2 separate regions of the Mus musculus genome follow, and region 1 is linked to region 2. Evidence: chromatin contacts called from public ChIA-PET data. All regions are on one chromosome and are shown on one strand. Each heading gives the region's core, a stretch centred on a gene start, on an enhancer-like site or on the middle of the called end of the contact. The rest is flanking DNA. Distances are from core to core; before and after follow the strand shown.

The links. ChIA-PET counts read pairs in DNA pulled down with a chosen protein or histone mark.
Region 1: an RNA polymerase II ChIA-PET map of memory CD8 T cells shows a contact between it and region 2, with 10 read pairs. The contact joins the enhancer-like site here to the promoter of Stk38l in region 2. A contact is called at or near these places in 1 of 39 promoter capture datasets (the C10 cell line), 1 of 484 Hi-C or Micro-C datasets (CD4 T cells) and 3 of 115 datasets of contacts at active chromatin or transcription factors (bone marrow-derived macrophages, effector CD8 T cells and memory CD8 T cells).

The regions. Positions count from the first base shown.
Region 1 is chr6:146,482,160-146,489,139 of GRCm38.p6, forward strand. All of the region lies in intron 1 of Itpr2 (inositol 1,4,5-triphosphate receptor 2), which reads right to left. Among named protein-coding and RNA genes, the nearest start is that of Itpr2, 17 kb to the right of the region's middle. Within about 2 kb of position 4,107, at least 40 of the 459 cell types and tissues checked have an H3K27ac peak or open chromatin away from gene starts, as enhancers often do. A contact at or near this core is called in effector CD8 T cells and memory CD8 T cells, where this site is marked.
Region 2 is chr6:146,722,057-146,728,290 of GRCm38.p6, forward strand. It overlaps Stk38l (serine/threonine kinase 38 like), which reads left to right and starts at 2,874. Exons shown (of 14, transcript NM_172734.3): 1 at 2,874-2,991.

The DNA.
Region 1 (6,980 bases), core at 2,857-5,356, 240 kb before region 2:
ATTTCTGTGCTAGCCCAGATTTCTCTCAAGTGTTGCTTATGAGCCCAGCACTGTCCCAGGGTCTGAGGCCACAGTTATGTGCAAAAGCAAACCTTGAGGTCAAGAGGTCTTCGATTGTTTTCTCTTGAGGTCTTTTATTTCTTAGCACAAATTTAATCTTTTGATCTCAGTGAAGAGTAAAGAGAGGATTCCTCTACTCAACAGGCACAGCTCAGAAACACCACTGTCACAGTATAAGATGGTACTGGCTCCTCTACTCAATAGGCACAGCTCAGAAACACCACTGTCACAGTATACGATGGTGCTGGCTCCTCTACTCAATAGGCACAGCTCAGAAACACCACTGTCACAGTATACGATGGTGCTGGCTCCTTTTCTTCAGTTTTCCTCTGAAAGTAAAGCTAATAGCTTGAAGCGGGCTGCCTTAACCCTTTGTAAGGGTAAGAGGGTCTCAAATATTAGACCTATAGTAAGGGGTATGGAGAGGATAAAGCAAGAACTCTCGAGACCACACATGGGTATGTGTGTGAGAGAGAGACAGACAGACAGACAGATAGACAGACAATTTCTAGGAAGTGAAGGAATAGAAGAGCTACACCACTATCTTCCTAAAAGAAGATTATGTGGTCTGAAGGGTCATTGCTACCATCTGTATATAGTTTTATGTATCTTTTCTCTTCATTTGAGAGTCTCCAAACCCTACACAATATATATGGACATAAGTATTTCTTAATTTTTATTTATGCAAGGAGGGGAGTTGAGCCAGGTCTCATGTAGATCAGGTTAGATTGGCATTGAACTTCTGATCTTCCTGCCTCCAATCCCAAGGACTGAAATTGCAGGCATGCAGTGCCAAGCCCAACTCCATGTTATAATCTAATACAGCCAAAGAGCCACTGCCCTGTGAAAGAGCTAGCAACCCTGGGGATTGCAGGGCACGCGACTGTGTTAAAGGCTTCTTTGAAGTTGTATACCTTGTTTTTAAAACTTCACATCTGAGAAAGACAGCTTTAGGGGGACAAGGTGAGGGGATGTACTGGCATCCCTTGGATCTGAGCCATGGTGACCCTCCTGTCCCTGCTTTAACCCCTTCCTCCCTAGGGAGAGGCTGTCTCCACTCCACACTTGTGCTTTTCTTCTGAGCTGATACCAAGCAGATTCCTCTGGCTACAGCCTTTACCAAGACTTGGAACCGGCTGCTGTATAGCCTGGGGGCAGCTTCCGAGGAGCACAGATTCCTGCCTCTTCCTGCTGCTCTTCCTGCTTCTAAACTGCTAAAGGCAAATCCACTTTCAGTGCCAACTAATACTGCAACCAACTGCCTGAAACTGAAGATCCAGGAATCTAAGGGATATATAACTATCTCCAATCTTCTCAGTTAATGCAAATACATACAAGCACCAGGCTATCACTCTTCTTTTTAAGGAGTCTGTTTTTTGATTGGGGTATCATATCTTAGTCAGGGTTATTATTGCTGTGATGAAATACCCCGACCAAATCTGGGGAGGAAAGGGTTTGTCTGCCTACACTTCCATATCATTGTTCATCACTGAAGGAAGTCAGGACAGGAACTCACGCAGGACAGGAACCTGGAGGCAGGAGCTGATACAGAGGCCAGGGAGGGGCGTCCCTTACTGGCTTGGTCCCCATGACTTGCTCAGCCTGCTTTCTTACAGAACTCAGAATGACCAGCTCAGGGGTGACACCACCCACATGGGCTGGTCCCTCCCATATCAATCAACTGATTAAGAAAACGCCCTACAGGATCACCTACAGCCCCATCTTATGGAGGTGTTTTCTCAATTGAGGTTTACTCCTGTCCAATGACCATAGCTATGTTGATATAAAACTAGACAGCACAGTAAGATTTTCCTAATTCCCTCTAAGATAGTATAATCTTCTACCCTCTGTAGAAATGAGCAGAAAAGCACCAACCTGGAGATCATTTGTGCTCTGTGACTAAATCGTGTAAATGTGCTTATCATTATATTTCACATTTCCTGGAGAATGAGGTGAGGGTCATACACACACATGTGTATCACTCTGACCTGTACCTACAAATATGGAAGCCAGTCAATTCTCTTCCTCCAATGTCTCTCCATTGTGTATTTGAGGCAGGGTCTCTCACTGAACCTGAAATTCATTGATTAGCTTAGACAAGCTGGCCCTCAGGCCCCAGGATCCTCCTGTCTCCATCTGATACACCCACTCAGACCAGTGCTGAACCTGCCCTATCCAGTGCTACCCCTGCCCAATCCAGCTTTCACAGGAGTCCTCAGGCTTGCACAGTAGGCCCTTTACCACAGAGCCAACTCCCCAACCCTCACACTTTCTGTGAATTTTTAATTTTAATTGAAACACAATCACAGCTCTTTCTTCCCTTTCCTCCTCCCAGGCCCTCTCTGGTTCCCCCTCCAACCTGCTCCCACTCTCAGATTGACAGCCTCCTCTTCTCCAATTATTATGATTACCTATGTATATATGTGTATCTGTACACAGATATAGAAATACAACCAGCTGATACTGATTTTATTGTATGCATGGTTTCTGGGTTGACCTTTCTGTACTAGACAACTGACTACGGAGCTCAGTGCTAAGGAAAGGCTGACTCTGTCTCCTTAGTCACCGTTTGCCTAGAGTTCGGTGTGTTTTGAACTAAATTACACAGTAATTGTTTTTAAAGCTAACTTATTTGAGCAACTGTTTTTAAGGCCCATTGTGAAGTTTTCCCACCAAAATTCTAATCATAAAAGGGGCAGCCCCGCACAGTCATCTCACCTTCCTGGTACTCGGCAGGGACAATGTAGATTTCATATATAATCAATCTCTCATCTAAACCAGTTCAGACTCGCAGCCTCTTCCTCATTTAAGTTGTTCTAGCTTTGGGCATAAAGTCCAAGTTAAGTACAAATATTAATGCCATCCATAACTATAAATTAGATGAGAAAGTACACACACAATAGGAGACAGCCAGGCCTCTAACTGTGTATCTACCTGTAACTTGCACAGTGAAAGGCCACAACCGCAGAAGCTGGTGGCATCTCTTGCAGAAGGCACAAGGACTAGTAGAAAAATAAGAAAGCTGCTCTTATCTGAGGAAGGTCTGTGAGAGAGGAACGTTGCCCCAAAGTTTACTCTGGACTCAGGCAGCATCACCAACAGAAGTCCTTGTTCATTATTAGTTTCCGTCCAGATCAGCCCAGTGTAGCAGCCATGAGAGGGCCTGTCTTCGCTCCTAGTGTCTGTCCCTCAGAGTAAGTTAACGACACGGCACATCCTCGGTCACCTGCTTCAAGTATGAGCCACCATTCCCAGCCACTCGGTGTTTTCTCTTTTCAATTTTAATAGGTTTTCATGCAGATATCTGTGTCTGCTTTGTATGTGTACCATAAGCCTGCAGCTCTGTGGAGGCCAGAGGGAGCATCAGATCCTCTAGAAGTGGAGCTAAAAGCAGTTGTGAGCTGCCTGACTTGAGCAGAAACCAAACCCAGGTCCTCTGCAAGAGTAGCAAACACTCTTAAGGACCCTGTAGGGCCGTCTCTCCAGCCCTTAAGTCCTTGATTTGACGTTGTGTTTACTGATGCAGGAACATATTTAGAAAGCAGAAATAATTGGCTATCTACAAATTACAATTTTACTTATTTTTATTTTAAGTATATGAAGGCTTGCCTGCATACATGTTTCTATAGCATGCATGTGCCAGGATGCCAGAAGAAGGCAATGGAACAGGAATTACATCTGGTTATGAGCTGACATGTGGGTGCTGGAAACCCAGGTCCTCTGCAAGAGCAGCCTGAGCTCTTAGCCTCTATTTATCCCTTCAGCCTCCCTCTAGCAACAAAATTAAATAGCTTGGTTTAGGTAACTATTCCCAAACCACACTGCAGCCATGGCACCTGAGCCTCATTCAAGTCTCCTTCATGTCCTCTTTTAAAGCAAGAAATGGAGAAAGGAAGTGAAGTGCAGCCTCGAGCTTCACTGCTTGTTAAAAATAAAATAAAATAAATAAATACTAAACCAAAACAGAAACCAGCACAGCTGTATCTTCAAAGCCCAGGAGTCAGTGAAGACTAAAAAGAAAATCACACTGTGGCTACGTGTCTAAATCTAGATAGCCAGAAACCCAGAGAACCCAACCGTGAGTAAACTGACATGGGGCATTTCCTGTGGAAGCTTCCAGACACTCTCTCAAAGTTCCAAGACTAATTAAAAAGAAGAGGTCATGAATTCGGGAGGGACAGGAGAGAAGGGAGGGTTGGAATTATGTAAATTTAGCACTTAGATATGAAATTCTCAAAACAAAAACAAAAACCATTGGTAATTTAGATATATTTTTTAAAGTTCCAAGTCTGTTAGAGAAAACAAATGCTACTTAGCAAGATTTCTGTCAGCCCTGGGGCTTCTGCTGAGCAGCTAGCCACAGAGCAGCCCCATTGCCACACTCTAGGAATTTAGATTTTAAGACAGGCCGGGAAGAGCTTCTGGATGGTGTCTAAGAGAGAAACGGGTGTCCTTTGGGTACTGTGCTAAGCTAAAGAGAAAGGGAAGACATAGGCAAGGTCCCTACTTCATAGTGCGCGCACGCACACGCACACGGGGTGGGGGTGGGAGGTGGAAATGGAGAGGGAAAGGGGACACACACAGAAGGAAATAAACGTTTACTCAACAATGGGCTCTTCTAGAAAAACTGTTTCACGAAGTCTTTCCATTTCAAATGTGAGGCGACATCACTGACCTACAGCAAACCACTGGGTTCCCTCACCAGCTGAGTCCCTGAAAAACCGTGTCTTCACCAGCTGAAGACAAAGCTGAGACTTCCCACCGGCTGAGGAGTCAGGTCTCAGACCATTCCCCCTCCCATCAGGATGTGGCAGAGCCCTAGCTCCCTGAAGGAGAACGCTCAAAGAGTGGATAACTACAGGCTACACACGTTCCCTAAGGTCCTAGGATGCAGCTTTCTGAGGGCTGGGATCTATTCCGCTGGCTGCGATGTGTTGGGTCTTATCACTGCTTGCTTTCAGTACCCAAGTCCCTCCTTCCCACCAGGAACCCTGACTGAAGAAGGGAGAAAGGCTCTCCTCCCACTCTAAGAGATGGCACCCCATCTGTTAGCCCCAGCAGCTCTTCCCCTGCCTCAGCGCCTGTCTAATCCGCTGCAGTGGAGATCACATACTGTTCCGAGGGCTTTGAGCACTCTTAGTTCTGGGAGGAAGAAGAGGAGGAAGAAGAACACTTCCAGCAGCCCCTGGCATCACAGACAGAGCACCGACCAGGCTTGAGACAACCCACGTGGTACAGAGCCTTGGGCTCCGAGAGTCTGGACGTGCAGACTCTGTTACTCTCATCACAAAATCCTTTAGGTTAGAGATTTGATTTGGATTTTTCTCATTCCTGTGTCCCCCAAACCGTATCTGACTAATAAAATTAGTGTCCAGATATTTTCCTTCTTTATCATGCCTGAGAGTGTGGTAGGTTTCAAGCCCAAGTCTATCACCAATTAATCACCTACGAGTAGCCCCTCTCACTTCAGAGCTCTATTGACATGAGCTAAGAGAAGAAGCCGCTCAAAGAGAAGCTTTCAAACAAGTAGCCCAGGCTGGCCTCAACCTCCTGACATAGCCTGGGCTATTAGAGACCCAGTGAAGGCATGACCCTAAACTTCTGGTCCTCCTGCCTGTGCCATTTGAGTGGGACAGCAGACACACATCCAGGCCTTTATACGTGCTCAGCAAGTGCTCCACACAGACTAGCTGCATCCTCAGCCCCTTTAAAGCATTTTCAATGATTTTTTTTAACAGTTCTTCCACACTGAGTCCATGTGTATATGTCACTTTTCCAGAAAAGAGAGAAATTATCCTGAGGCATTTCTAAAAGAAAGCTGAAGGCCCAGTGGTGTTTGCTGTTTGGGTAGCTGCTGCTAAGAGACAGGAATAAGATCCACCCTGTAGCCATCTCAAATCCGCATGATTTTGTCTAAAATTCACTAGTGTCTCCAAGACAAGGATTATAATTTGATCAGTTAGTAGCTAAAACTTGACACCTTTTCCTAAACAAATAGATTTGTTTGTAAACTGTCTAATTATCTTACATAAGTTGTTTTGCTCATCCCTAACAATCAATCTGGTCAGAACTCCTGATTCTTGGCCAATCTGAAAAGTCAGAGACACTGGGATGGGGTGGAGGATGTGGGGGGAGTGACGGAGAGGTCTGCACAATTTTATCCTAAAGGCTGCAAGCTAGTGCATTGTTTTTTCTCAGTAGATAAAACAAAACAGGGCCAGCCAGGAGGCTCAGTGAGTAAGACACTTGTCGTGAAAGCCTTGTATCCAGAGGTCAAGCTCAAATCCCACAAGAAAGTAGAAGGAGAAAAATGACTCCACAGGGTTGTTCTACACATGCACCATCTCTCTCTCTCTCACACACACACACACAGAGAGAGAGAGAGAGAGAGAGAGAGAGAGAGAGAGAGAGAGAGAGCGAGGAAATAATTACAAATAAAATGAGAGAATGATAAATTTTAAATGTTTTATTTTGTTACTACATCCTAGTAGGGGGAAATATTAGCAAGTAAAAGACATTGGCTTTAAAACATAAGAAAACTTGAAAACTCTAGTCATAGGAAATACAGGATGGGGGTGTGAGCATTTGTGGTGCAGTGTGCACACAGCTATCGAAGTTATTATTCATACTCATGCATCCAGTGTTTGCAGTACATCAGGGCACAGCAGGCATCGAACCAGAACTGAAAGATAAACGCAAGCACTGGTGATTTAGAAATGTACACCAATGGCACAAGGAAGAAAAGGAAAGATCAAAACCAAACAAATAACTGATAAGGCAGCATGACTTTGAACAGCCTGCTAAGCAAACAGCAGCTCATGGTATGGCAGTATGTCTAGCACCCCTGTAGGGTGAGCTCAGCTCAGCTGCTACAAAGGGATTCATGATGCCTCCTTCATGGTGGTCCTACAAATACCAAT
Region 2 (6,234 bases), core at 1,624-4,123:
AGAGAAGTCAGTGCTCTTACTGCTGAGCTATCTCACAAGTCCTCCACTTTATTTTTTGAGACAGGATCATCCGATGAACTTTGAGCTCTTGGAATGACTGAGCTGTCTGGGAATAAGCTCCAGAATTCTGCGCCCCCCCCCCCAGTCCTCAACTGCTATAAATATTTTAAGTTTAGATACTTTTAAAACTCTCTCTTTTATTTATTTATTTTATTTATTTTATTTTTCGAGACAGGGTATCTCTGTGTAGCCCTGGCTGTCCTGGAACTCACTCTGTAGACCACGCTAGCCTCGAACTCAGAAATCCGCCTGCCTCTGCCTCTCAAGTGCTGGGATTAAAGGTATGCGCCACCACGCCCTGCTCTCTTTTTATTTTTATTTTTTGGTTTTTCAAGACAGGGTTTCTCTGTATAGCTCTGACTGTCCTAGAACTCACTCTGTAGACCAGGCTGGCCTTGAACTCAGAAATGTGCCTGCCTCTGCCTCCCAAATGCTGGGATTAAAGGTGTACGCCACCACTGCCCAAACAGTTTAGGTACTTTTATTTGTTTATGTTGAATTTGTCTTCATTTAAGGACCAGGCCTAATTTCAAAAAAGGCCTTAAGGCTCCAGCTTCAGGAATAGACCATAAGTCCCCAAAACTAAGTTGGGGGACTAAGTCATAAGACAGCAGCTCTAGGAACAGACCATAAAATCCAGAACAAGATCATAAAACCCCCTCCCAAAGAACAGTCTGGGGATAAACACAAAAATGGGAAATATCTTATCTCAGAATGGGCCATCTGCGCTGGGCAGCCCTATTTCATCACGTGGTTGAACGATTGTGATATAGGGATACAGACCACTGGCCACACATGATTGAACATTCATGACATTGGAATGTAGACCACTGATCACCTGTGGCCCCCTAGCACCCACCAATGAGATTATAGATTACCTAATTCTTCTAGAGAGTTCCCTTGGTTTCCTGTAAGAAGGCCTGCCTGCCTTTGTCTGGGATCGTCATTTCAAAGAATGGTTGACCCTTGCATACTGGATGTTTCTGTGGAATAAACACTCTTTGTTTTTGCATACTATCTGAGTCTGGGCTCTTCCTTCAGTGATTTTTGGACCCTTACATTGTATATATGTGTCTCTGTGTAAGTGTGCACATGTACATGTATGTAGGTGCCTCTGGTAGCTGAAAAGGGGCATCCAATTTCCTGAACTGGAGTTACTAAGGTGTGCACCATCTGCTGTGGGTGCTGGGAACCTAACTCTGGCCTTTTGTGAGAGCAGAAGAGGGCCATCCTCTAGCCCTTGCATATATTGTTTTAATAGTGTAAAAGCTAAGGGTATTTCATAAAATCCCACTGTTTGAAGAATGGATTTGTTTTTTTTTGTTGTTTTGTTTTTTTTTTGTTTTTTTTTTTTTTTGTTTTTCGAGACAGGGTTTCTCTGTATAGCCTTGGCTGTCCTGGAACTCACTCTGTAGACCAGGCTGGCCTCGAACTCAGAAATCCACCTGCCTCTGCCTCCCGAGTGCTGGGATCAAAGGCGTGCGCCACCACACCCGGCTCCAAGAATGGATTTGTTAATAGTGATTGGGAATATTGGTTTGTCTTACTCAAAGACCAGTTTTATCTTAAAAAGCAAAACTCTTGTCACTTTCCCAAAACTCTCCCCTGTGTTCTCCATGGGAAAGTGATTTTCTAAATATCACACACTCTTCTCCCTTTATCCACAGATTCACTTTGGCAGTACCCACAGTCAACCATGTTCCAAAATTATGAAGTGGAAAATTCCAGAAATAAATGATTCACCAGTTTTAAACTGAAAATGCCGTTCTAAGTAGCCAATGAAGTCTCTCACTCCCCTCACTGTGTTGCTCCCAGGACGCTAGCAGTTCCTCTGGAGTGTCAATGTTGTGTATGTGAAACTCCTGGCCCCCTGGGAGGCATGGTCCTTGTTCCAATAATCCTCATTTTATTTCATAATAGCCCCAAAGCACAAGAGCAGCTGGCTGTCTACATCAAAGATAAGATTTAGCCTGCTTTTGTATTGTTAAGACTGGGTCTCACTCTGTAGCTCTAGCTGGGCTCAAACTCACTATGTAGCCCAGGCTGGTCTCAAACTTGCCGCAGCTTCTGCCTCAGCCTCCTTGGTGATGGGATTACATGCATGAAACACTGTACCTGGCGTCAAAGTTTGTTTGTTTGTTTGTTTTTTTAAAGTAAATGTTGTTGAGGTTGCTTAAATCTATGGTTCGGTTGTTAATCTCTTACTGTGCTGGATGTATAAATTAAGAGTAGGTGTGTGTAGGACACACAGTGTATAGTGTTTGGCTAGTCCGCGGGTCCTGAAGTTTGCCTGCCTACCTTTGATGCGAAGGGAAGAGACAATGACGACGACAATTTTCTAGCCTAATGCTGTATGTTATGTTGTCAACTGCTCTGGGATTTTTCAGGTAAGTTTAGCAAATTTTCATGTATGCTGGTAAGTTTCTTGTGGTCTTCCTAAATTCTAAATCCTCCTAAGCCTTTCGGGTTCAGTTATAGAGACGTGGAAGTCACAGAGCTGCTACATTGGTGATCTCTCCTCTATGGAGCCATCTTTGCATTGCCTTGAGGAGAGCTCCATCACACCAGGCCTCTCTCAGGGTCAGGCAGAACCAGTTAGAACTGGAGAGGGCCATGAGACAAGAACGTTACAACGCCCAGTAGTGATTAGACTGAGCTCAGGTTCCTGGACCAACCTACACTTCCGCCCGCGAAGGTGGGGGTCGGTACTGGCGCTGACGCCAGAAGGACACTTCCGCCTGGGTGCGTATGACGTCAGGGGCGACCCCTTTAAAAAAAAAAATCTAGGAGATCAAGTCTCGCGAGATTCTGGCGCGGCCGCTTTGGCACCGCCTCACGGGGCGGGACGAGGCGGGGCCTGGCGCGAGAGACGCGCGCCGCGGGCTGCGGTGACTGAGGAGGAGGCTGAGCGGGCGCGGGCGACACCGGCAGGTGAGAGCGGGCGAGGGCACCGGCGCCGGCGCGGGGCAGGGCCGCGGGGCTAGGGCGGCGCTCGCTGCGGGGAGGTGTGAGGGGCTTGGCGCGGTACAGCCCGCGGCGCCCAGCCCAGGTGTCCCTGGCGGAGCGGAGAACCGCGGCCGTGCGCGGCGTCCCCGGGCTGCAGGCGGGGCCGCGCCCCCACCGCCTGTCAGTCACCGGGGCCTTCGCCGAGCCGGGTGCGGCAGCCTGCGTACCGGGAGCGGAGCCGCCAGCCCCGCGCGCGTCCTGCTCCGGGCCCACCTTCCCGTCCCCTCCGGACGCAGAGGGCACGGCTCGCCGGCACAAAGTTGCCGGTGCACAGCGACGGCAAACTGTGCCCGAGCCGCGGCGTCCCTGTCACCGATGCTACTTTCTCTGTTGCGGGGTCGCTCTTGGGTCCCGAAGTTTGGAGAAACGCGGTGAAGAGATGCGAGGTGGGTCTGGAGCAGCGGCTGGTGTAGAGGTGCGCTGCTGCCGCCCCTCGGGACTCACTCGGTGCAGAGCCGGCGCGCTCTCCGGCTCCTCTGCAACTTGGGACGCGTTTCGGTAGAAGCCACTTATGGATTTGGCTCTGGTATTAGCCACACGACTGCCAAGAAGCCAGGCGAACAAAGTTCAATGGTTTTAAGGTGGTGATTACCCCTTATTTGGCAGTCGTGGCTTAAATCGGTCAGGTCTCCCTACTTTAAGTCAATAAGCCTTGCAATTTGCATATCAAGTTGTCTTGATGTCTCACGCACAAGCCTAAATGGAAAGGTTTTTCTCTTACGCCTCAGGATATATAAAACAATTAAGTTTATTATGCTCTTTCCCTCGTGGCCAAGAGGCACTTTATTTGAGTTAGTTGCTCTTGTGTCTATTTGGGGAGATAATTTAGTTAAATATACGATAAATTATGATATTGCGCGAGGTCATAAAAGTACTTTTATTTGGAAAATCCTGGTCTCAGAAGAAGTACAAGGGATAAAAGTTTGGTATTTGCCTTCGCTCTGCTGAGCGTTTTTTCTCCTAGTTAGAGGCCCGATTAGGCATCCCATTTGTTGGGATGTGTTTAGAATGAGAAGCATAGTTCGGTGTAGTTTCCGTGCTCTTTTGAAAGGCCTTGCTGTTAAGTAATGAACAAATTAGACTCAGAAAAACCACATTAAATAGAATACTGGAAGTCTCAGCACTTGTTTTCTTGAGTTTGCTTACAAATAAGCCAAAGAATAGAAACTAAGGCTGTCTAAATAAAAAGGTGTTCTCTGCAGTTTTTATTATTTAAAACAGTTTTAAATTTTAAATATATTTTGATCATAGTCCCTTCTCCCTCAAGCCCTTCCAGATCCTCTCCTCCTCTCTACCCACCCAACTTTAAGTTCTTTCTCAAAAACCAAACTCTGCAGCTTTTTAAATACTAGATTTTAATTTCAAAAAGTGGGACATTAAGAACAAAGGAAAATGATAAAAAACCAAAATGATAAAGCATTAGTCTCAGTTTGGCCATTTTTCTTTAGAAAAGTTCCACTCTCTCAAAGACCAGTGACATCTTGTTAGTAGAATTGGTAACATGCCTTAGCAAGTGCCTTCTCACAGAGCTAGGAAAAGTTGAAGACACCAAAGCCAGGAGGATTTTTGTATCTTGCTGTAATGTTAAATGAGTTTATTTTCCATAAATGTAGGACCAGTTAAGCAAGCATATTGCTGTTTGAGAATCCTAGCATTACTTTCAAATCAACAGATGGGCAAGCTATGACTGGGTTAGACTAGACATATGCAGAAAGCCTGCCCTTGAATTTTTATATGAAAAGCACCATGGTCTCTTTCAGTGAGATGATGAAAGCAAGCTTAAGGCAGCAGAGTTGTGTTTAAACAAGCAGGTATATTCTCCTATCCTTTCTTCTTTGTTCCCCCAACAGTTTCTGTTCAAGTCCCAAGGAAGTATTTAGTGAGGCATGATCAGTGCTGCCATATACAGGCTACAGGGCACTTCAATCTCCAGGTAAAGGTTCTGCTGATTGCCAGGATATTATTGTTTACAAGCATTGGAAGGAGGGATGAAGGGAGAGAAGGGTTAGTTGCCTGCCTTACACAAATGCTGTGGTCTTTGTCCTGAGGGAGAAACATGTGACTCCACTTCCAGTAACTAGAATATAAAATTCCTACTGAAGCCAAGGAAGGAAGGATCAGTCCTACCAGACAACTCAAGGGTTTCAGGAGGAAAAGGCATCTGTGCAGATGATTTGGATGACCTGGTGGATGGTAAGACTGTAAGAGAACACTTTATACAGGGCCTCTGTTGCCAAACCCTTCGCTTATATATCTTGTTTACCAGAGGGAGCGTTTCTATTACTCCCACCTTGCTGAGGGAGTAAATGAGGTGTCAAAGTCAGGTAGACAGTAAGTAGTAGAGTTGCTTTGGCCTAGACACCATGGGTTTACACACTACCTCCCATTGTCATTCAGGAAGGTCTTGCTCAGGTCTGTAGTTGCAAAGAGTGGATTTCGGAAAATGCATCTAAATTTTGGGAATGCCAACGAAGTGAAAACCTAGGTAAATGAGTTGTGGTTTTTGTTTGTTTTTGAGACAGAGTTTCACTGTGTAGCTGTATAGTTCCAGGGTGTTCTGAAACTTAGTCCAGGCTGGCTGTAACTCACACAAATCATTTGCTTCTGTCTCCACAGTGCTGGGACTAAAGGTATGCACCACCACACTCAGCAAAGGAAATATTATTTTTGGCATGTAAAATTTAGTCACTTTGAAAGTTACTTTTCATGCTAATTAGTTGTAGCCATCAAGTGAGACCCATGTAGATTCAAAATGAGAAATTAGGAATACCCCTTCCCTGCTGCAACATTTCAGTTGTTGTATTATATCTTGTGTGTCTAAAGGCTACTTGGCATTAGATATTGTTTGGATTGAATTATGAAGTTGAAATTGAGTTGATGTCAGTCTCAGACCTTTCAGTTTTTATTTCCATAAATAGCTATTCCGATAATGTCTGAAGCAAGGTTTGGAATAGAGTTTTGTACATGTGTAAAATGAGAGAAGTTCAGCCATGGATACTCAATATTGGAGTGTCATTTAATGTCTCGGAGAATGTGAAGTCACAGGTGTTAATATCAGACACTGTGCTTCATACAGGTCTGCTAGATAAATGGATGTTGAAAAAATTGTCTGTCAGGTTCTAGTTATGAATTTTCAGGCTTAATGTTTGGTACTGGTTAACTGAAAAC